Linked DNA regions of Muntiacus reevesi: region 2 is linked to region 1. The links are chromatin contacts, called in public Hi-C maps. All regions are on one chromosome and are shown on one strand. Each heading gives the region's core, a stretch centred on a gene start, on an enhancer-like site or on the middle of the called end of the contact. The rest is flanking DNA. Distances are from core to core; before and after follow the strand shown. Region 1 holds the start of VPS35L (VPS35 endosomal protein sorting factor like). Region 2 holds the start of GPRC5B (G protein-coupled receptor class C group 5 member B).

The links. A called contact is a pair of places that touch in the nucleus more often than the background predicts.
Region 2: a Hi-C map of muscle shows a contact between it and region 1, with 7 times the contacts expected there. The contact joins the promoter of GPRC5B here to the promoter of VPS35L in region 1. A contact is called at or near these places in 2 of 3 Hi-C or Micro-C datasets (blood and muscle).

The regions. Positions count from the first base shown.
Region 1 is chr2:195,844,854-195,848,923 of mMunRee1.1, reverse strand. VPS35L (VPS35 endosomal protein sorting factor like) reads right to left here and starts at 1,782. Exons shown (of 31, transcript XM_065924431.1): 1 at 1,754-1,782. The coding sequence starts at 1,770.
Region 2 is chr2:196,167,325-196,171,385 of mMunRee1.1, reverse strand. GPRC5B (G protein-coupled receptor class C group 5 member B) reads left to right here and starts at 2,256. Exons shown (of 4, transcript XM_065924436.1): 1 at 2,256-2,437.

The DNA of each region.
Region 1 (4,070 bases), core at 533-3,032:
CTGAGGGCCTCCTTAGTTTCCTCATTCATTTCATAACATTATTCAACACCTACTATCTGCCAAGCTCCATGCCAAGCACTGGAAATACAATGATGGTTAAAATTCAGTCCCTTTAACTTGAAGAGCATCAAGTCTCAAGAGCAAACTGAAAGATGAACACGTGCTACCACAGACAGAAATGTTTAGAGGACAGTCAGACTAGGAACTGTGGAAAAAGCTTTTGATGCTAAAAGCCTTATGGCTCCTCTCTCTGTAAAGTAAAATATATATATATTGTTATTGTTTAGTCACTAATTCTAAACAACTCTTTGCATCCCATGGAATTTCCCAGGCAAGAATACTGGAATGGGTTGCTATTTCCCTCTCCAAGGGATCTTCGTGACCCACGGATCAAACCCTAGTGTCTTGCATTGGCAGGCGGATGCTTTGACCACTCTGAGCCACCTGGGAAGCCGCAAAGTAAAATATACCAAAGGTAAAAATGCTCTGAAATTAAACAGCATCTTCCTGGATCTTCTAATTACAAAAGTTCAGTTAACTAAGTTCACTGAAGCCATATTTTTTGGCATTTAAGTCTCAGTAATTCCCTAAAAGGACTTTTGCGTGACCAGCTCAAAGAAAACTCAGGGCAGGACATATAAGAACTCACTGTCATCTAATCCTAATTTAGTGTACGGAGGCTTTGAAGGAAGACTCTTTAAAGAGTTAGCCAGGTGAAGGAAATACAAACCAGAAGTATCTGATTATTTCTAAGGTCCAGGGCTGTATATCTTCTCATTTGTTCACTTGCTCATTTAACGTAAACCACGTCACATCACTTGCAGAGAAAGATTAGAAAGTAATTTCCCTTTCTGAGATGTAGAGGAAAGCTCACATGTCCATATGATTCCACTACTATCACAACTTGCTCCGGTTCTTCACACAATCGTCCTGGGAAATCCCATGGACAGAGGGACGCAAAGAGTTGTTTAGATTTAGTGACTAAACAACAATATATATATTTTACTTTACAGAGAAAGAAGCCATAAGGCTTCAGCCGCTGCTGAAGCGCCAAACTCTCCGAGCTACTCCAGCAGGAGGGACCCTACACAGCCATTAGGCTCGGCACACACCCACAGCTCCTTCTCCATGAACTCCTAATTCATCCTCCAAAACTCAATTTAAGACTCTTCCTCTCTCAAGCCTCCCCCAAGCCGCCAGGTGTGCCTCATCCCAAAGCCTTCTTTGGTCATTTCTCTAGTCTGCGTATCTGCTCCGCTAAACAGCAGCTCCTTGAATCCAAAGAGTATGTCTAAGGGTTCAGTATCCTCAAGTTCTGCACAGAGGAGGATGAATGGCAAGTCTCCTCACCAAGAAGCCAGTCATTCAGAACACAGCCAGGTCCTCTGAGTTATCTAGACCAGAGCTGAGTCCACCATTCTCTACATCCGCGCCCCCGGAACCCGCGCCAACTTCTGGGAAAGCGGAAGCCACGGAACTTGAGTTTTTTTGGAGAAAACGAATGGAGAAAAGAGCGTGGAAGGCACGCGGAGGGCGATAGGAGGAGAGGACCAAGACACCACCGGTCCGGCATCGGGAATGTCCTCTGAATCCGGGTAGTGGCTCCACCCGGAGACTGGGTGGGAGACTTCACTAACCCCAACGGAGAACACAGTTCATACACTCCCTCGCAGAGACACACCCCCAGAAACAGAGTCCCAAAGAGAACCAAGGCCACTGCCTCCCTAAAGCCCACTCGCCGCTTCTTCCTTACCAGGGAAAGGCGGCCATCTTCCCAGTCACATGACCGCTGGGGCTGGGACCGCCCTCCCAATTCACCCTCTCAGACCCCGCCCCGCCCGGCCGCCATGTTTGCGAGGGGCGGGCTCACTCCGGCCGCGTCGGGGCCGCCGTGGTTGTCCAGGGCGCCGAAGGCGGCAGCCGCAGTAGCGCTGACGTCAGTGGGGATTTTGGTAGCAGGTGAAACGTCTGGGCCGCAGCGCCCTCTGGAGGCGGGGAAGAATCCAGACGCCTACTGAGGGAAAGGGACGACAGAGATGGTTGGATGGCATCAGGGAGGCAATGGACAGGAGCTTGAGCAGACTCTGGGAGATGGTGGAGGACAGGGGAGCCTGGCGTGCTGCAGTCCATGGGGTCGCCAAGAGTCAGGCACGACTGAGCGACTGACCAACAACTGAGGGAAGATACTAACCCAGCAGAGGGTGGGAAGAAGGTGCCCCTAGACTTGCTTTTGAGGCTAATTCTGTGTGGCTGGCTAAGCCACGCCCCCTCTGCCAGTCAACCACGCCCCGCTCCGTGCACCGAAAAAGTGAGGCACTTCCGATATTCTGCACTCAGGAATAATGACGTGCGTCTCTAAGGGCTGCCCTAGATCCAAATGGACAGCTCTCGACTGGAACTAAACTGGAAAAATGGGGGTTCGCATTTCCCCCCACTTAGCAGAGCCGTACGTTTCTATGAAGGTGGTTGTTCGTTTTCACTAGAACTTCGCGTGCTCTGGTGTCTTCTCTGATTTAAAAAAGAAAAAAAGAATTCAGAGTATTTTAACAAATGCTTACCATTGTAGCTTACCTTGTGTCTCAGCTGGTAACGAATCCGTCTGCGATGCAGGAGACCTGGGTTCGATCCCTGGGTTGGGAAGATCCCCTGGAGAAGGGAAAGGCTACCCACTCCAGTATTCTGGCCTGGAGAATTCCATGGTCTATATCCATGGGGGTCTCAAACTCGGACACGGTTAAGCGACTTTCACTTTCACACCATTGTAAGTAAACATGTGTCATGCTGAGGAGTTTGCATTCAATTTTCATTTATTTCTGGCTAAACCTCTGAAATAAACACCATTATCACCTGGGCCCATCACTTCATGGCAAATAGATGGGGAAACAATGGAAACAGTGAGACTTTATTTTCTTGGGCTCCAAAATCACTGCAGATAGTGACTGCAGCCATGAAATGAAAAGATACTCCTTCGAAGAAAAGCTATGACAATCCTAGACAGCATATCACAGAGACATTACTTTGCCAGCAAATGTCCATATAGGCAAAGCTATGTTTTTTCCAGTAGTCACGTATGGACGTGAGAGTTGGAACATAAAGCTGAGTGCCGAAGAATTGATGCTTTTGAACTGTAGTGTTGGAGAAGACTCTAGAGAGTCCTTTGGACTGCAAGGAGATTCGACCACTACATCCTAAGAAAATCAGTCCTGAATATTCATTGGAAGGACTGATGCTGAAGCTGAAATTCCAATACTTTGGCCACCTGATGTGAAGAGATGACTCACTGGAAAAGACCCTGATGCTGGGAATGATTGAAGGCAGCAGGAGAAGGGGACGACAGAGGATGAGATTGTTGGAAGGTATCACAGACTCAATGGGCATGAGTTTGAGCAAGCTCCAGGAGTTGGTGATGGACAGGGAATCCTGGAGTGCTGCAGTCCATGGGTTCCCAAAGAGTCAGACATGACTGAATGACTGAACTGAACTGAATGACCTAGTATGGCTAGTAAGTGCCCCAACTGGGATTTGACCTGACTCCAAACCTGACTTCTAATCTAGCAGAGATCTAATAGGGGAGACTGTTGGTTAACAGTTGGTTAATCACCAGGCAGCAACAGATCTTCACTTTCCCTTTTCAAGAGTTTTTGTTTTGTCTTTTTCTGACATAAAGAGGTCAGAAAACGACATTCTCAAAAACCTCCTCGGGAAAAGGCAATAGAACATGCGATAACCCTCTAATGGAATATGTTGTTTACCATGCTGAGTCCTAGTTTCTTCATCTTTGAAATTAGGATAATTCTGACTGAGGTGAAGGGAAATGATTATAAAATGCCCAGCAAATAAATGATCAGCACTCAGTTAAGCAGTACATCACTCACTTGGAGGCTAAAAAATCTTATTTTACCTTCTGTGACCTTCCAGTCTTCAGAGATTTACTTTTCGTGGCAGCAGACTATGCAGCATATCATAAAGCAGGGCTTCTCCCATTTGAATTGCACAGATTCACCTGGGCATCTTGTTAAATGCAGGTTCTGATTCAGGTCTGGGGCAGTACCTGGGCTTCTACATTTACA
Region 2 (4,061 bases), core at 1,007-3,506, 320 kb before region 1:
TGGCAGTGCCCACCCACTTTCAGTTCCCCAGTCTGGGGGACCACCGAGGAGGGGGATGTCTCACAAACATTTAAAGATGGCCTTACCGAGGGCCAGGCATTGTTCTAGGCTCTAAGAATACGTCTGCCAATGAAACGAGGAACATTTTCAGTTTTCGTGCTTCCTCTCCTCCATTTTTTCTTAAAATTAATATAAGGTCTTTGGAGAGAGGCCCACCCAAAGATATGTGGCCTGCCTGGGAGAAAATAGTTTTGGCCGGGCAGGAGACTCGCAGGAAGGTGTGAGAATATCTGAAAGTTCCACGATTCCCAAAGATCAGGGCTTGCAGCTTTGCCCAGAAGGAAGTGCTATTCCACAACCCATCTTGCTTGCTTCTCCACACCCTCCTTTCCCCATACAGAGAAGTGCGGGAACAGGAGTCATCTCTCTGTCATGTCTTATAGGGCTGGGATGGGGTGAGTGGTCTTATCCACACCACAGAGGGGTCCTCAAAGTTCTGGGGAGGGGGGGATTGCGGAGAGACGACTGGAAAAGCCGGCCTGAAGCTGGAGGGCAGGCCCCAGGCAGGGTTGAGGCAATGCTGACCTCAGACGGCCCAGGGGGGCTTGAAGCCACACTCTGTTGAGGTACGAGGTGGCCCAGACCCTTCCCTTAAGGAGCGCCTCACACTTGCACTGTGGGTGGGTGAGCAGCCTGAGCTCTGGGTGTCTGCTGAGCGCCAGATTGGATGCCCCCAGACCTCCGAGTGTGTGCCCAGGGCAATCGTGGAAAGGTGCGTATGTATGTGGGTGATGAGGGCAGCAGCGGTAGTGGGATCCTGCATGTGGACCCATGTGAGGGGTGAGTGGACTTGTGAATATGCTTGTGGTGGACGTGTGAGTATGTTTGGGGTGGCCAAGAACACGGATGTGAGGCTCAGGGTGCATAAAGGGACACGTGGCAGGAGGTGGCAGGATTGGAGTGTGTCCAGGCAGGAGGGGCTGCCTGGCTGAAATTGGGGTGTTACTGATTCTGGAACAGTCTCAGCAGAATCCTCTCTGCACCCTGGATCTGGCATGGGTATATTGTGGGGAAGTAACTGTTTAGAATTCAAGATTGAGAAAGGAGTCCAACAGGGCTGTCTGCTGTCACCTGTTTGTTTGACCTATACACCGAGCACATCATGAGAAATGCCAGTCTGGATAAGATACAAGCTGGAATCAAGATATGTGGCCACTCTTTGGCCACTCTTTCTGCCACTCTAATGGCAGAAAGCAAAGAGGAACTAAAGAACCTCTTGATGAGGGTGAAGGGGGAGAGTGAAAAGGCCAGTTTAAAACTAAATATTACAAAAAACTAAGATCATGACATCGGGCCCCATTACTTCATGGCAAATAGAAGGAGAAAAGGTGGAAACAGTGACAGATTTCTTCTTCTTGGGCTCTAAAATCACTGTAGATAGTGACTGCAGCCATGAAATCAGAAGATGATTACTTCTTGGCAGGAAACCAACGTCAAATTTAGATCGCATGCTGAAAAGCAGAAACACTACTCTGCCGACAAAGGTTATATAGTCAAGGCTATGGCCTTCCTAGTGGTCGGGTACTGTTGTGAGAGCTGGACCGGAAAGAAAGCAGAACGCCAAAGAATTGATGCCTTCGAAATGTGGTTATGGAGAAGACTTCTGAAAGTCCCCTGGACAGCCAGGAGATCAAACCAGTCAATCTTAAGGGAAATCGACCCTGAATACTCGCTGGAAAGACTGATGCTGAAGCTGAAGCTCCAGTAGTTTGGTCACCTGATGCGAACAGCGGACTCATTAGGAAAGTCCCTGATGCTGGAGAAGACGGAAGGCAGAAGGAGAAAAGGGCGTCAGAGGATGAGATGACTGGATGGCAACACCGAGGCAACGGACATGAACTTGGGCAAACTCAAGGAGATGGTGAGGGACAGGGAGGAGGGAGGCCTGGCGTGCTGCAGTCCAGGGGGGTCGCAAAGAGTCGGCCACGACTGGGCGAAAGAACAGCAGCTGTTTAGGAACCCACAGTTTCTGCAAGTGGATCAACGGAGGAAAGTGTCCGGCGCGTCCAGAGTGCTTTTGGACGCGCTGTGGATGTGAGGGTGGTGTTCTCTAAATGCGGACACTGGAGGGGGCTCGTCTCGGGCGCTGCAGGCGGAGAGCGAGGTTCCGCTAGAACAATCAGCCCTTGCCGGGACGGGGGCGGGGTTCGAACGCCCTGGGGGCGGGGCCTCAGGGGGCGGGGCCGCGGCGGCTGCAGCAGCGCGGGCCGGGCCAGGGGGCGCCTCGCGCGGCTGCGGCTCGCGAGGGCGATGCAGTGAGGCTGGACGGACGGGCGGGCGGCCGGGATCGCTGGGCTGGGGCCACGGCGGCGCTGCAGAGATGTGACTCGGGCCGAGGGCCAGCGGGAGCGTCGGCGCTGCGGGGCCGCGGGGGTCGGTGAGTGCCAGCCGCGCCGGCGGGGTGGAGGGCGCTGCGGCGACCCCAGAAAGTTTTCCCGCGGTGGACTTGGGAGGGTTGGGATGGGGTCTGCTTCTTGGGCTTTTCTGAGTCCCCCCTCTTCCCCAAGGCGTTAATCTGCTGGGGGAGTTGGGGTTTCCGGGCTGGAGGACCACAGTTTGGCGGGAGAAGGAGCCCGCAGAGCGCGGGGCAGGGGGTGGAGGAGAAGGCTGGGACCTTTATGAGGCGGGGGCGGTATTCCCGGACCAGGCGGAGATCAGAGTCTCAGAGGAGGGTCTGGAGGCGATCGCAGATCAGGCAAAGCGCCGCTGGAACTGTAAGGGACTTCAGGCGTGCCCGAGTGACTCGTGTGAGGGCAGCCGCGGGCAGGTCTGGGGGCTGCGTGGCAGGCGCGGGGCCTGACCACAGACAGGGCAGGCGGAGCCGGGGGCACAAGGGGCGAGTTTTGGAGGTGAGCTGCCGCACCTGCCGTAGGGACTGGGGGTCTAGCTCTCAGCCGGCCGCGGCTACGCACTACCGACAAGGAGGGGACACTGCGGGGGCAAAGAGGCAGAGCTGGGACCTGGAGCTGGGGTACAAGTGAGGGGCGGCTGCATACAATGGCGGGGCTTAGCGTTTCAGTTCCGGCCAGACTAGAGGCGATGATCAGCCCTGTGCTGCGTCCCCACCCTTTGGGGGACACAGGCTTTCAGTCCGAAGCATCCCGGTACCCCTACCGCCCGCACCCGCCTCGGCCAGAGGGCTGGTTAACTAGCCAGAGAGGGTGTACCGTTGCCACCGAGGACGGCTCCAGCGCAGCCCATGGGTTCATTCCCCGGCTATGTCACTCCCAGGCCTAGCCAGTCGCCCCCCCCCCCCAACCCCTCAATGCAACTTGTCCTCAGTTCGCTAAGGGGGCGGCTCCTTGGAGTGCGGACAAAGGCCCCTGGAGTGTGGCGGGCAGCGGCGTCCCCGCCAGGGGCCCCGGGCCACGCGCCACATTGGCTGCCCAACTGCGCCAGTATGGGGGGTGGGGGGGGGGACCTGAGCAGAGCCCAGGAGGAACTGGGGGTCCTCGCAAAGAGGCGGAAAAGTGGGGGAGGGGCTTGGCACAAAAGCTTTGGAACTTCTGCCGAGGAACCTTGATTCATAAGTTTCCCTAGGGATGGAGGCTTTCTGGAGGACTCAAGACGTTGAGTTAAACTGCATGCAAATAGGATGTAAATAGAATGCAAATCGGTGTCTGTTGGTTGGGAGCCCTCCACCCGGCCAGTTTTGTATCTGGATTGTGGAGTGAACTATTTCCTATCTGTTTCTGCTCTGTCTGAAAAGTGGTCAACTGAGCTGGGAAAGGAAAAATGGAAGTGGGAAGGAGTCGCCATTTAGGGCACAGGCAGCAAGACAAGCAGTCTTAGAGAGAGAAGCTTAAAATCTTGATTGGTTAATGTATTATTTCAGTAAATGTGCCAGCTACACAACTGGCAGATAAGCCCCTGCTCTCAGAGCACTGGGGAGTTGGGCGAACACTAAATAAGTAAATAAATAGTAAGTGGATAGAACTTCCAATTGGGATAAGTGCTGCCAGGAAAATAAAGCAGGATGATGTAAAATAAAGTGACAAGAG